5 separate regions of the Mus musculus genome follow, and all the other regions are linked to region 1. A link is a contact called in public Hi-C and HiChIP or PLAC-seq data. All regions are on one chromosome and are shown on one strand. The core of a region is the stretch at or near the end of the contact, and the rest is flanking DNA. Distances in the headings are between cores, read along the strand shown. Region 1 overlaps Gm32728 (a long non-coding RNA gene). Region 2 has its middle 56 kb from the start of Gm32531. Region 3 has its middle 37 kb from the start of Gm32531. Region 4 has its middle 11 kb from the start of Gm32531. Region 5 has its middle 8.0 kb from the start of Gm39234.

Region 1 (2,886 bases), core at 280-2,779:
CCTGTATGAGGCAGGCGCGCCCAGCAGGTTGTTTGGTAGCCAAGAACTGTATCTGGTTTGGGTTGTGCACACTTCTCTTCTAACAATGCACCTTCTTCATCTGCGTGTACTTTGCACACACACCCCTCTGTGAGCAAACCACGTAGCAGTCTGAGACCCCTACCTACACTGACTTCACGGATACTCCTCTCCAAACATTAAGTGTAAATTTCTCTGTGTCCGTAAGATAACCAGATTTTGGCAGTTTTTATTCAAATATATTGCCAACAAATCTGGGTCAGAAGAGCAGCAGGCTGATCAGGCCAGAACTAGATTTCAGTGCATGCGCATAAGGCAAACCGTGTTCTCAAAGCTAACCTTTATGGGGAGCTCCTAACTTACTGCCTAGCATCTATGCATACTTGGGCACACATGTGATTAAATGAGATGCATTCTGGGAAGGGACATGGGCAGTGGGATTATATGATCTAATTTCTCAATCAAAATGGAGACCCGCCCAAACCACACCCCATTGTAGCAATCTCTCTTTCCTTTACATCCCATAAAAAGATACCCTAGGCTGAAACCTGGGTCCCTTGAGTACCCTAAAGAAGTGGCCTAGTGTTCCCTCATCTTTTCTATTGGTTTGCCTGAAGTAAACTTTCCTTGATACTTTTGAAAATTTGTGGGGGCTTTTATTTCAAATCTTCGAATAAGAGTAGGTCAAGAACCTTCGAAACATTTGGGCCTGTCCCCAACCATGGATACTATTTAATAGTTCTTAGCTCTGCAGCCTGGGTAGAATTGGGCTGGTAACATCTATGGAATAAATCCTGTTGTGTCTGGGTATAGTTTTTACCCAGAGAGCTCATATCTTGGTGCTTGGGATGGTGATAAAAGGAGCAGTGGAACCTTTAAACTGTGGTCTCCATCCTATCCCATCCCGTTGCTATGGTGACACCATCTGCCAAGAGGTTCTTATCTGAGCTGAGCGATATCCTTGAACATCCAGAACTCTGAGCTCAATAGACCACCTTTCTCACTAAAAATAACTTGCCTAGGGGATTTTACTCATAGCAACAGAAACAGATTAATACAGTGGAGAAGAAGATATATAGGAATCTATGAGGCTAAAGTCTGGTCCTACGTAGAGAGAGCAGTTTGCAGGGAACAGATTGCCACAATGTGACCCAGCACATCTGACTGTTCAAACCCACAGTCCACTCCTAGAAGGCTATGGACATGTGTCCTTGCACTGTCCTACGATCCAGAGAAGCTGGGATCCTGAGCTGGGTGAAGTCTCCCACAGGGAACAATTCCAACCCATGTGACTATAGCAGCAGTGAGCTGGGTGAGAACACACAGCCTGAGCAGCTGGGCCTAGACCCAATATTGCAATCTGTCTGGGGCCTCAGATGATGAGGTTGTGAAGGAATGTCTGCGGAGGTAGGTGGGTGTGGCCTGGGAGCCTGGATGGCACCAGTTGCTAGGCTTTCTAGCCCTGGCTGCCAGCATCCTTCCTGGCCAGCTCAGTGCACACACATCTGGAGGCAATTGTCTGAAGCTGCTGGGGTGGGGCCCAGGCTGTGGCTGGAGCTTTGTGCTGTGCAGACCACACAGGGTCCTCACTTGCTCTGGTACTTACTCCACGTGGATCAGGAAGGCAGAGGAGAAAGAAAGAAAGAGAGGCATGTGGGTGGGAGGATGTGGGATGCACTCAGCACATCTCTTTCTTCGGAAGACTTTTTGGCTTTCCCCAGCGAATCAGAAAGTCCAAGGGAGGAAGCTGACTGCACTCTAGCCACACCATGTCTAAATCAAGCAGAACCACAGCACACATGTTTTTACTTTTAAACTCATCAAAGGAACTTCTGGCCTGTACAGAGTCCTAAAAATACACCCTGATCTCTCCTCATGCCCCACCCTCTCCTCTGATTTCTTTTTTCCCCCGCCGTCGTGACTTGAACACTGTTGGCAGTGTGCTCTCTTTCTCTCGTTTTAAGCAGCAGGGCCACATTCAAAAGTTCATACCAAATAAATCTACTGAGGGTCAGTAGGACAGACGTGGGGTTCTGCTGGGAGAAACAACTTGTTCTTTGGTACAGAGGGTGTTAGCACTAGAGAAAACCCAGCCTAGAGAGGAGCAGGGATTTATTTTCAACTCACAAAAGATGTCGGACTGCAAGCGCTACCCCATGAGTTGCTATCCCCTCTCTGGGATAACTGGGATTGTGTCTTATGTGGGATGAAACCTCATCAAGGCGAAGCAAGGAGGCTTTGTGGTGGGAGGCATCAGGCAGGGCTGGAAGAGAGAAATCCTGTCCTGGTTGCCTGGATTCAGTTTCCTAACTCGTTTATTTGGCCACAATGAACTCTCAGGTCCCCATTTGGAAACTGTAATGGAACAGGAGCACCACTGTCTTAGTCACGGTTTCTATTCCTCCACAAAACCTCATGACCAAGAAGCAAGCTGGGGAGGAAAGGGTTTATTCAGCTTACACTTCCGCATTGCTGTTCATCCCCAAAGGAAGTCGGGACAGGAGCTCACACTGGGCAGGAACTTGGAAGCAGGAGCTGATGCAGAGGCCATGGAGGGGTGCTGCTTACTGGCTTGCTTCCCCTGGCTTGCTCAGCCTGCTTTCTTATAGAACCCGGGACTACCAGCCAAGGGATGGGCCCAGCCAAGGGATGGCACCACCCATAATGGACTGAGCCCTACCCACTTGATCACTAATTGAAAAAAAATGCCTTACAGCTGTTTTTCATTTCCTCAAGGGAGGCTTCTTCTCTGTGATAACTCCAGCTTGTGTCAAGCTGACACACAAAGCTAGCTAATACAGTCACTAACATTTGTGACTTACTGAGCAATGAGTACGTAAACCCCCCCATATCTCATTTCATCTGATC
Region 2 (2,886 bases), core at 201-2,700, 810 kb after region 1:
CAATTCTACTTGGGTCTAAGTGTCAGCTAGAAGAGCCCTGGAGCATCATGCCAGCCTGGGCTGGAGATGGTTTCTCTTAGTGGTCTAGTTATACTTCTGGGCAGTGGATAGCTTAAGTCAAACTAGCTCTCCTTGCTCTGTGCTGACCACTAAAGTCCGTGTTCACCCTGAGTCTTGGTCCTACTCTCAAAACTGTGAACAATAGATATAGACACCTCCCTCCACCTAAGGTAGCTCAACTAGACAGAAGACCTGAAAGCTCAGCTCTACATATTAGCCTGGCATTCTAGGGAACAGCCATAGGTCTAGAGATATTTACATTTTTCTTGCTGGGAAATTTGGGATTCTTTGGGGTTCTTTTCAGATTTGTCCCAAAGGATCAAAGCCTTCTGTGGAAGGTTCCTCTCCCTCTCCCTCTCCCTCTCCCTCTCCCTCTCCCTCTCCCTCTCCCTCTCCCTCTCCCTCTCCCTCTCCCTCTCCCTCTCCCTCTCCCCTCCCCTCCCCCTCCCCTTCTCCCTCCTTCTTCCCCTCTTCCCTTCTTCCCTTCTTCCCCTCTTCCCCTCTCTGTCCCTGGCTTTCTCTCCTCTCCTCCAATAGTATATTACCTACCCCACAGTTTAGACACCTAATGCTCTCTATTTAACCACTTAATGTGTCTACCACTTAGTTACATGTCCTTCAGTCCCAGCCACTTCTTCCTTGTTGTCTCCTCACCAGCTCCCTCAGGTCTCCCTCAGAGTATCTCTGAGTTCTTTTACCTGCAGGTTTAGTCCATCTGCTCAGTGTGTTTCCCATCTAGTCTCTCATTTCATCCCCCATGGCTCCCTTCTCTTTTATCTCTTACTATTTCCCAGAATCCTCTTTTTTCTTGCCAATGTCCCACCTTCTGTTTCCTGCCTCAGCTTATTGGGTATCTGCTTTTTTATTGACAGGTGACATTTATGAGAGATTCTCTTTACACTTCTCTCTCTCTCTCTCCCTCTCACTGTCTGTCTGTCTGTCTCTCTGTCTGTCTGTCTCTCTGTCTTTCTTCCTTTTTGTGATTAAAGTTTAGCAGTATAACTCAAGCCTGACATAGATACTCCTGTTTCAAGTCTCCTACACTCTGGGATGATAAGCACAAACCACCATGGCCTGCTTTGTTATTCCATTTCTTTACCTATAAAACAGGACTAATATTTTGGCTACTGGCATAAAAGGCTATTAGAAGAACAAATAACACTTCATTCAAAACACTCAAAACATTCAGGTAGGTGATGCCTGAATGTGTAATTTCCTTTGTATTCTTCAGTGTTTTGCTTGAATTTATAAAATGTGCAGATCTCTTTTGATTGTTCATTTGTCGCTCCTTCAGCAGCCATTGTCTTGTGTCCCCAGTATCCAAAGCCCCAAGCTGAGGAAAAGAGATGAAGCCAGCCTCCCTGACCCTGCACATGATTTCAGCCTTGGAATTGTGGTTATGAAGAAATGAGTCAGATGTCAGAGATCTCGTTTGCTCTTGTAGTTTTATGACTTTCAGACTGTTCCCTCAAAATTGCACTTAATTTTAACTTCATTAACTTCCTGTTCTGTCACAACAGTTGAACAAGGATTTCTCCATGAGCAGTATTCAAATCAGCATTTAATGAGCTATTTAATTAAAGGCTAATTGAGGTGAATTCATTAAAGATTGCTAAATTATGCTTATCAGGCTAGCTATGTTTTAAGATAAGTTTTAAATATTTGTTTTATATTGCATTGTTTGATCATAAAAGTATGTATAAAATTACTTTTAAAAATTGCTAATTAGAATGTGGGTGCATTTTTCCTCCCTTCACACTTAAGTGGGACACTTAACTAATCAATTTAATATATGTTCAGCGCTGGGATGAGATGAGAAAAGATTACTTATGACTGGTTGAGATTATTTATGACTAGATTTGGTCCATGAAACATTCCCAGGTCCCCTGCGAATGAGGCACCACTGGGCTGCTTTTGGTGTAATGGTCCAGCTGCTGTGCAGATTGGCACTGCTTAGAAACCGTTTTCACCAGGCTCTTGTGGATTCTGAATTTTCAGTTACCTTTGTGTGGAAAGGACTTGCATCGTTCCAATGAGCAATGTCACCCAGGAAATCACTATGTGAGATAGAATATGACAGATAGATAGATAGATAGATAGATAGATAGATAGATAGATAGATAGATAGATTAGACAGATAGACAGATAGATGGATAGATAGATATGCCAACATAGTCCTAATCTACAGGATCCTGTCGTTGGGAGGGATGAGAGAGTTACTCAACAAACATCCATTGGAATTTGCCAGCTTTCTAGGTGCCGGATACTGAGGATCCCATAGAGAACACTTATTGGTACAAGCTGCAGATGTCCTAAATCTACATAGTTTTATGATACTACAGAGGAAAATAGTGGAGAATCCCTTGGGATGATGCATCTGAGTATTACTGTACACTGGAAACACAGACATAGACACATGCACACACACATATGCATGTACATATATACACATAGACCCAGGCAGGCACACACACACATACACACACACACACACACACACACACACACACACACACAGAGAGAGAGAGAGAGAGAGAGAGAGAGAGAGAGAGAGAGAGAGAGAGAGAGAACCCTGAGAGCCCTTTATATACAGGATAAGTATATATATATATATGAAGCATTAAGTAAAAGTATAGACCTGGATCTTCAGGACACAGAGTAACTAAGGCCCATGATTTAATTGGTCATTACCTCATTACCTTGTAGCCTCTTACTGCAGTTTTCTTACATTAAGCAGGCTCATGTTTCACCAGAGTCTGAAAAATGTTTAATGGAAAATTATACAAATCTTTGATTTTAAACCATGGATCATTCTGAGTGCTATAA
Region 3 (2,886 bases), core at 119-2,618, 790 kb after region 1:
TCAGAAAGACCTGATGCTCATCCTTGAATATAGCATTCCTTCTTTAAGGGAGTGTGGATGTCTTTCTACAGAGCAGGTCTTTGGCCTCTGGCTGGATATGAGCTCTGTCCAGGATTTGGGGCAAGAAAATAAAATGATTCCCAGCTGGAAAAACAGCCCTGCTGCCAAGCTATCCCAGAACTCGAAGAGGAGGCTCAAGTGTCAGAGTCTGATCTGCCTTTGCTTTCATTCCTGGTTTAACTCAAATTCCTTTTATTTCTGTAAAACACACACACACACACACACACACACACACACACACACACACACACCACAGGGAGAGAGGGGAGGAGAAAAAGAGACAGAGAGACAAAGACAGAGAGACAGAGAACATTCAAACAGTAAAGACAACTAGGAAATAAAGTAGACAATGTAAAATAAAACAGCAGATCATCTTTGTATGATTTTGGTTTTGTTCCAAATGACATTCTGTAAACTACTTGGCATATTCTACTCTGGAAGCCACATATGCATCCAAGTAAGGACTTGTACATTTACATACATGGCTAGACATTGATTTCCTTGTTTGGATTTTATATTTTACACACACACACACACACACACACACACACACACACACACATGTATTTATCAGTGTGGGAAACTATCAGAGCCCATACTTTATCAGAGGGTTCACATTTTGTTTCTTCAGTGGTGGGGAAAATGAAAGATTCTTTATTTGAATGTACACATGTAGCTCACTTTAGACAGTTACAGGGAACTTCATCCCGGGGAGGTATCGGAGGCTGTGCAACCCTCTCAGAAAGCTTTTGATGGTGTCAGTCCATATAAGGCTTAATCTTCTGATTCGTACCCAAAGATTCTCTCCTTTGAAATTTTTTTACATAGCAAACATAATTGGACTGCTATACATGTATGATATTATTTATAAACATGACAATCCATATGATATAGATTATTTCACAACACATATTCTATGTAATAATTTACATATATCATCGCGTACTTACTGTGTTTCCATGTGATATGTAATCCTTACTTTATTCACAAGTAACCAAATTCTTAGTGTTTGATTTGAATAAAAGAGAACAAAATCCATAGCTCTGAGAAGCCTTATTAGAAGTAAAGGACAGTCAGATCCATGTCCTTTACATGTAATATTGTGCCCAACTTCATTGCTTCATCTTTTTCTTGGACAATTAGGTACAGAAGTATACTCTTTTGTCTCTCCCCCTAGCATCTTCTCTGGCCATATTTTTCTTCTCCAAGTCCATCCTTAAGGACCACCAGGAATGTAAACATCCTATGGCTGAGTGAGTGCAGAGGGATGACGTGTCAAGCTTGGCTGGCTTCTCTGTAACTGTGACCCCCACACCCTTGGGGTCTGTGTGTGTCTGCAGCACTTCCTCTCCAGTCTTCTCCTCCCACCCTCACACTCAAAGGGAAAAGGAAAATAAACTTGGCCCAAATTTAGCCTGTGTTGACTCCTGGGTGGGCCTGATAGTTGTGCGGTTGAAACCAGTCCACTCCTGGCACCAGTTTACAATCTCCTCCTGCTCTTTAGAATGGGTGTTTGAGGGGAGCCACCCACAAGGTTCCCACTGTGACATAAAGGAGGATTTTGAAGCATTTTGAGAGCTGGGGTGGTATAAAACTCTGAGTCCTGTACTCTGGATGTCACCTTCTTGGTAACTTTGTAAAGCCTCTGGTCAATGTGAACCTCTGTGTCTTACTTGTCAACTGAGTGGCCAGTACCACAGGTGAGATTACCCTAGCTTTTTAAGCAGTTTTCTGAATATAGTTCATTTGGAAGCAGAAAATAAAGACTAGGGAAAGAAATTCTGTTTCCTATGGGACTTGCTTCAGTTTCCTTCTATATGGAGCATGCCTAAGTTTCTAAGTGTCCCTTAAAACCTGGAGCTCCCCTTTCTCCTAATCCAAAGGCACAAAAGAGACCTTCATGGATACTTGAGAACAACACAGGCTTGTTGTAGAACGGTTAAGAGAATGGATGTCAGAAATGGTTGGTGTGGTACCCACCTATAATCCTGGCACTAAAAAGTCAGAAGCACATGGAAGAGGAGCATGAGTTTGAGGCCAGCTCAGGCTACACAGGGAGAAACCATTTCGAATTTATATGGAGAACCTACATCAATGGCACTTATGCTGACCTGGAATTCTTCCATTCTGTATAAGATCTTTGCAAACAAAGGCCCAGGTTTACCTATCTATCTATCTATCTATCTATCTATCTATCTATCTATCTATCCATCTATCCATCTATTTTTGTCCCCGTGAATGTTCTTTCCCCAAAGAATAGATATTAGTATATTGTTTTGTTGTAGAGGGAATGCATTGTGAGTAAGAAGATTATGGTAATTATAAGGTACCATGTTTATCTTTGTGTATTATAACATATATTGGCCTTTCAAAGACACTGAGAAATTCTGCAATGGAAACTGGTTTATTTATCAGAGGACTTTCTGAAGTTATTTGACAGAGGAATTTTATCTTCTTTTTAGCAGCCTCCTTCCCCATTGTAAGTTATAAGGATTCCAAAGAAACCTGGAATAGAGAGTTCTTTGCTCAATCAGTGAATGAAATGTTGAGTTCACAGTAATGCCCTCTCCAAAACATAAGCATATCAGGCAGCTGCATAGACACGCCCACCCATGCATGCTTTTGTACTTTTGGAAACTTTAACCCCTTAGGTACCTAAGGTGAGCAGAAAGAAGGGCTTCTCATGATCAGTGCCAATATTTTCCAGTAGATGACTTTAGGTAAGCTTGGGGAATCCAGTTGATTATTTTCTTAAAGCATGGTGAACTTGGTACTAATGGGCTTAGAACTGAGCTGCAGTAACTGTGATGTAAGCGGGTGGGGGAG
Region 4 (2,886 bases), core at 283-2,782, 760 kb after region 1:
TATAATTTGAAAAAAGTGGTATGCACAGAATGGTTTTAGCAATGTCTCTCAAGCCATATGGACCATAGGTTAACTGCTTTCTGAAAGATGCTCACTGGCTTTGACACTGTGGTATTTAAGTGCAAGTTCTGGCAATAGAAGAGATTTCTGGGATAAATAGTCCATTTCCTGGCATCTTAGAAATAGAACACCACTGAAAGATGATTCAGTGCTTGGATATTTGGAGAATATCCTACAAGACAGCATATCTGCTGCCCAGGAATTGTTACCAGGGCAGAATCCCATGACCAAGCTTGAACCCAATCAGTCACAGCTCTCATTTTAACTAGATGCAGGTGATTCATTTGAGAATCACCAATCATGTCCAATGCTTGTAAACCTTAGCTGGAGACTGGGGTAATCTAAAGAACTTAAAAAAACATATCAATACCAGGATTCCATAGCTAGAGATTTAGATTTATTTGATCTGAACATGTTGTCTGAATATTGAGCATTTCCAAAACCTTCCCACATCAATCAAATAATAAGCCAAGGTAAGAGCCATTGATTCAGCCCAAGTTTCTCATATAAAAATAGTTAAGCCGTTTCTTTTCCAAAGTGAGAGACTCACCTCTGAGCTGCCAGCAGAGAATGGGAACCAAGCAATATTTACTTCACTACCTCAGAAATATCTTCTCTTTTCCCTTGTTCTACAGAGGATCAATTTGTCCTAATAACGCAAACTTCTCCTACCTTGCATTGATGATACACAAGAGCTTCTGAAGGCTATTTGATTCTCTGTTATTTCACTCACCAGCCAGAGCTGGCTAGAGCAGGCATAGACTCTAGCTGTGAGAATCAGATTTTATTCTCTAGGTATTGATGGTGAACCTTGAGGCTGGTTCACAAATGGGTACTGTGGGGCTGCATATTCCACCATGGGGATTAGGAACAGACAAAGGCTGCTAAAAGGCACAGATAAAACAATGAATCAAGTACAGAAAAGGGGAGAGGATGGAAAACAGAGACAGTCAATTATGAACCTTATTTATATCTTTAGCCCTGGTTCCCAGGACCAGGAAAGATGTTGTCATCTCATTAGAAGGCAACATCTCCATTCCTGACAGAACACCCGTATTCTTCCTTAAACCAGCTCAAATTAGGTGTAGCCTAAATCATTTTTAAAAGTCCTAACTAATTCACTCCCTTTATTTTTTTCTGCTCAACTCCCATTAGCACGTATGTCAGGTCATCAATGAAACTCATAGTTAAGTGATGAGATTCTAAATCATCCAAACTAAAGAGGGAATGAGGGATATCCACACATCAAGGTAGCTCTTTCTGCACCCCTCCTCCAACCCCTAGTGACACTGAAGATTTTGAAAGAGGGAATGAGGGATATCCACACATCAAGGTAGCTCTTTCTGCACACCTCCTCCAACCCCTAGTGACACTGAAGATTTTGAAAAACAAGTGCCCATGACTGAGGCTCTGAGCTCTACTTTTTCTGTAAATGCTTAAGTTAAATTTTTCCAACGTTCTCAAATGTTATGGAAACAGAAACTGTGACTCAGATTGAGTGACTGGATTCCCCTGGGAATGGCTACTCTGGGACTCAAGAAACACCTCCTTCCAAATATTTATTTTTATTGTAAGTGTATCAATGTTTTGCCATGCCTATAAATCTGTATCCTCTGTGAGTGCCTCATGCCTTCGAAGGTTATATATAATAGGGCATAGGATCCCATGGAACTAGGTGGTTCTGACACACCACATGGGTGCTGGGACTCAAACCTGGCACGTCCGGAAGAACGTCCAGTGCTTTTAACTCTTCAGCTCTCTCTGCAGTCCTACATAGATTTCGATTTAGTTACAGATGGAGGATGTAACAAGGTTAATGGGTAGGAGCTGTAGTAGGCAGGAAAGCTGAGGAGGTGAGCAAGGACCATGGATGGGAGATCTCGGCATCAATTAGAACCCTGATCATGGAACAGATTAACCAAAGCTTCTTAAAGATGCACTTGCCCAGATCTCTTTGGAGGACATGTCAACCAATACATTCATTCTGGGCAGTGGGCCAAGTTACCTTTCCAATTGTACTGAACTTTGTCTGAGGCCATTTGCAGAGTATAGGAGTGACAGAGTATAGCAGTGAGCCCTCACCTTTCTGATGTTTGCATTCCAAAGCATCCCTTTGGAATATTGATTTCTTTTTAAAATATTTAAATTTATATCTACCTTATAATATACTTTATCCCTTGAAATAGCCAGTGGCATACTTCTCCTAGTTGAGATTAATTTCCCATTATTTTTTACTATGTGAACAAAAAGCTTTCAAAATTCCAGCATTGTACCTAAATGGTCTTTCCATGTCGCCATTGTTTCAGTTCATGGGCCCCTGCCAACTTGCTGAGCAGGCAGATGTAGCTAAAGAAATGTTTACTAGCCATGCATCCAGGAACAGAATCTTTGTAGAATACATGGCCATGACACTTCTGCTTCCTTGGACCTGGAGTTTGAACATAGAATGCAGATTTTACAGGTAAAGCTAGGACCCATGAAAAGCTAGTTCAATATTTATATTCCAATTATAAAGAGGACAGGTCTTATATTGGTTGTGTCAATTTGGGTACTTGGTATTCATGAATCCAAACCTTTGCTTTCTCTGGAAGCATTTTTCTGAGGACTGACTCCCTGACTCCGACTTTGTTCAGGTTTTGATCTACATGTGTCACTGTACTGCTGAGCATATCAGGCTGTCCTGCCAGGCATCTGCTCTAGGGGGGTTCACCCTGCAGGACAAGGATCCTTGAGTAACAAACGCTGGCTTTGAACTTGATCCTCATCCTGTTATTTGGTGCTTTCAATAGACAGTTCATAGTCAATTGCATCACGATTCAGTACATG
Region 5 (2,886 bases), core at 242-2,741, 730 kb after region 1:
TGCCCATTTTCCTCAGGCATCTGCTATGCCCCCTAGCATTCGCATCCTCCATACGTCATATTACTCTCTCCTGAGGAAGAAGAGTTTTCCTGTGCTCTGACTTTCCCATCAGCACCTGAACTGCTGGTTCTGTGGAGGAAGGGATTCTCTGTTTTCTTTACCCTTTCCAAATGTGTTGTTAATCAGACGTTTTTTGTCATGGTGATAAATGCCCATTTATCACACATGTGATAAATGTGAAGCAGTTTAAAGGAGGGAGTAGCTGCTTCGTCTTGCAGGTTCAAGGTTTGAGTTCAAGCTCTGCTAGATAGATTGCTCTGGCCCAGCGATGAGGCAGAGAGCATAGCAATGAGACCATAGCAATGAGACCATATGGTAGAGGAGGCTGCTTACCCAGTGACAGACAGCAAGGGGACAGCAGGAATGAACTAGGGACCAGATACAGCCCATAAAGACATGCCCCTGGGGAACTTACTGCCTCCAGCTAGACCTGACTTACTAAAGCTTCCAACGGTGCCCAAAATAACATCAGCAGCTGGGGAAGCAACTCTTCACCACACAACCCTAGGGGGACATTTCATATTAAACTCATAACAAAATAATTTACAGTGGTCCTGACTTTTCTTTATAAGAAAAATAAGATATGATGAAATAAATTGAATGAGGAATTTGGGCTACGTCATCTTTGAGGTCCATCCTTATGTTATCACTTTCTGTGATGTTTCATGAGTTTGGAAACTCCTAAACTCATATGCACAAGCATACACACACAACACACACACACACACACACACACACATACACATATGGACACATATACACATGCAAATACAGCATTGGGGTCAATTTAAGTTTCTATAATAAGGAAAGCTACACAGAAAAGCACTTCAGTTTTCTTTGATGCAAAAAGGAAGTAAGTAGGGCTTGTGATCAATACTTTAAAGAAGGGATAGCCAACCAGTGAATGATTGCCTCCTGGCCTTACAATCATCCAGTTACTCTCAGCTTCTCTCCAAGAAGCCCCAAAGCTGTTGTATCAGTGGTGTCACAGTATTTAAACACCTACCCATATCTGGAAAAATACCTGAAACCTGTAGGTGTTGCAGGCGACATCAAGAGTCCTGAAGCTGAAGATGTGCAGTATACAAGAAGACTTGCTTTGCTTTCTCAGTCATTTCAGAAGAGAAGGACAGTGCCTATAGTATTTGCGGACACTTTCTGTTGTGTTCCTCATAGCATCATCAAAACAAATGCCCAGCCTGAGTTCTCAGTGCACACCTTGGCTGTGCATTACGCTATCCCACAATTAGCGCAGTGATGGGTGATCTGGCAGCCTGAATGCAATTGCTGCGAGTGACCTATTATTACCGGCAGATTACATTTTACATGGAAATTAAATGAATTCTGTCAGAGCTCTTGGAGAGAAGAAAATGCTTCATTGTTCAGCGCTGGGAACTAGAGAGACTGCACGTGGCGATAAAAAGACCTGTGTTTGTGCAAACAAGGCGTGGGCTTCCCCTTCGAAAGATGCATTTGTTACACCAAAGCTTGAAATAGGAAATATGTGTGGGCAGAAACCACGGAGATGAAAGGGGAGAAAACTAATTATTACTACCAGCGCATTTGCGGATCAGGGTATTTATATAATGTGTTAAATTTCCTCTGTCGGGAAAATGTTTGTCATACCAGTGAGAATGGAACTCTGCCTTGTAGGGGATATTTTAAGGCTTCAACACTTTTAGTTCAGTTCAGTTTTCTTTCTTGAAATCATCTCTTCGAGTTTTCTTCAATGAGTGGTGCCTTTTAAGTATCGCCTCTCTTTTGCAGGTATAGTGTACCCCTTTTTCTCTGAGTGTGCTTTTTGGCTTGTCTTATTTTCCTCAGGTGTATTATAGATATCAGTATTAAATAAACCGTGAAGGGCAATGTAGCACTTCCATGTTTGGGGGGGTCCTCATTATTAAGAGTAGAGTGGCGAACCTCCGTCTAGTCTTGGTGGTCATGTGGTAATCTAGTCTGTGGTTAGAACGTCAAATTGGAGGCCTTAGTAGGATGACCTTTGACATTTGCAAACTCAAGTGATGACCCAGACACTCTGAGGTTACATGTCTGTGGGGTTTCTGGTTTGGGTTTTGGGTTTTCTCTTGGATTTTCTGGTGGGTTGTGTATCATAAGCAATATTAACAATTAGGGCTTGGAGGAAAAAAAACTATAAGAAAATATTTCTTCATCGGTCATGGAAATATTAACTGGGAATGTCACTAAAGTCATTGGGAGACTGGGCCCAAAAGGGGGAAAGTACTGACATTCTAGACTAATCCTCCAGAAAGGAAAGTACAAGAGCCTCAGACTTTCTATGGGCCATAATTGCTGGTGGAAATCAGGAAGTGCTAAGGTTCTGGGAAGTCCTGAAGGACTTGGTCTGAGACATCTGTGTACATAACAGAGAGATGGCATGGTGACCTGACAGTCATGCTGGCTGAGGAAAACCTTGGTCCAAAAGAGAAATGTTTGCCTCTGATTTGCTAATAGATTTTGAATAAGATTCTGAAACTGTAAGCCTAAAATTAAACCTATAAGAAGTACCAAATATATTCTCTGTGATAAGTGCAAGCCCTGTCACCTCTACTGCAATGAGAAAGCATCAAGTGGGTTAATTCAGATGGGACCCTGTAGTCTCAATCAGCAGCTCTGAGATACAGAGAAATGTATTGGATTGATTAGTTTTTAGAGGTATACTATAACTCTCACTGACAGTTCCTGGGCATAACACATAACTGCAGAAGACTATGGGGTTGGATGTCTCACATCAAAATGTGAACCAAGAGCCCAGAGCAATGGGTCTACATCAGGACTTTCAGCTTAGAAAAGGAGGGAAACAACTGA

What was found. A called contact is a pair of places that touch in the nucleus more often than the background predicts. HiChIP or PLAC-seq counts read pairs in DNA pulled down with a chosen protein or histone mark.
Region 2: a Hi-C map of tail fibroblasts shows a contact between it and region 1, with 5 times the contacts expected there. The contact joins two enhancer-like sites. A contact is called at or near these places in 1 of 15 datasets of contacts at CTCF or cohesin (large pre-B cells), 6 of 484 Hi-C or Micro-C datasets (the C2C12 cell line, embryonic fibroblasts, nephron progenitors and 1 more) and 3 of 115 datasets of contacts at active chromatin or transcription factors (craniofacial prominence, embryonic fibroblasts and fibro-adipogenic progenitors).
Region 3: a contact with region 1 is called in a Hi-C map of uterus, with 13 times the contacts expected there. The contact joins two enhancer-like sites. A contact is called at or near these places in 1 of 15 datasets of contacts at CTCF or cohesin (the NIH/3T3 cell line), 13 of 484 Hi-C or Micro-C datasets (the C2C12 cell line, MC3T3-E1-derived osteoblasts, embryonic fibroblasts and 4 more) and 2 of 115 datasets of contacts at active chromatin or transcription factors (craniofacial prominence and fibro-adipogenic progenitors).
Region 4: an H3K27ac HiChIP or PLAC-seq map of embryonic fibroblasts shows a contact between it and region 1, with 11 times the contacts expected there. The contact joins two enhancer-like sites. A contact is called at or near these places in 1 of 15 datasets of contacts at CTCF or cohesin (the NIH/3T3 cell line), 2 of 484 Hi-C or Micro-C datasets (myocytes and palatal mesenchyme) and 5 of 115 datasets of contacts at active chromatin or transcription factors (the NIH/3T3 cell line, astrocytes, craniofacial prominence and 2 more).
Region 5: a Hi-C map of cortical neurons shows a contact between it and region 1, with 2.1 times the contacts expected there. The contact joins two enhancer-like sites. A contact is called at or near these places in 1 of 15 datasets of contacts at CTCF or cohesin (the NIH/3T3 cell line), 5 of 484 Hi-C or Micro-C datasets (cortical neurons, myocytes, nephron progenitors and 1 more) and 3 of 115 datasets of contacts at active chromatin or transcription factors (the NIH/3T3 cell line, astrocytes and craniofacial prominence).

Annotation. Positions count from the first base shown.
Region 1 is chr8:104,021,869-104,024,754 of GRCm38.p6, reverse strand. The region is part of intron 1 of Gm32728 (a long non-coding RNA gene); the gene reads left to right. Among named protein-coding and RNA genes, the nearest start is that of Gm32728, 13 kb to the left of the region's middle. Within about 2 kb of position 1,529, at least 93 of the 459 cell types and tissues checked have an H3K27ac peak or open chromatin away from gene starts, as enhancers often do. A contact at or near this core is called in cortical neurons, craniofacial prominence, embryonic fibroblasts and 3 more, where this site is marked.
Region 2 is chr8:103,213,340-103,216,225 of GRCm38.p6, reverse strand. No RefSeq gene overlaps it. Among named protein-coding and RNA genes, the nearest start is that of Gm32531, 56 kb to the left of the region's middle. Within about 2 kb of position 1,450, at least 3 of the 459 cell types and tissues checked have an H3K27ac peak or open chromatin away from gene starts, as enhancers often do. A contact at or near this core is called in tail fibroblasts, where this site is marked.
Region 3 is chr8:103,233,098-103,235,983 of GRCm38.p6, reverse strand. No RefSeq gene overlaps it. Among named protein-coding and RNA genes, the nearest start is that of Gm32531, 37 kb to the left of the region's middle. Within about 2 kb of position 1,368, at least 40 of the 459 cell types and tissues checked have an H3K27ac peak or open chromatin away from gene starts, as enhancers often do. A contact at or near this core is called in craniofacial prominence, embryonic fibroblasts, palatal mesenchyme and 1 more, where this site is marked.
Region 4 is chr8:103,258,762-103,261,647 of GRCm38.p6, reverse strand. No RefSeq gene overlaps it. Among named protein-coding and RNA genes, the nearest start is that of Gm32531, 11 kb to the left of the region's middle. Within about 2 kb of position 1,532, at least 7 of the 459 cell types and tissues checked have an H3K27ac peak or open chromatin away from gene starts, as enhancers often do. A contact at or near this core is called in embryonic fibroblasts, where this site is marked.
Region 5 is chr8:103,287,331-103,290,216 of GRCm38.p6, reverse strand. No RefSeq gene overlaps it. Among named protein-coding and RNA genes, the nearest start is that of Gm39234, 8.0 kb to the left of the region's middle. Within about 2 kb of position 1,491, at least 9 of the 459 cell types and tissues checked have an H3K27ac peak or open chromatin away from gene starts, as enhancers often do. A contact at or near this core is called in cortical neurons, where this site is marked.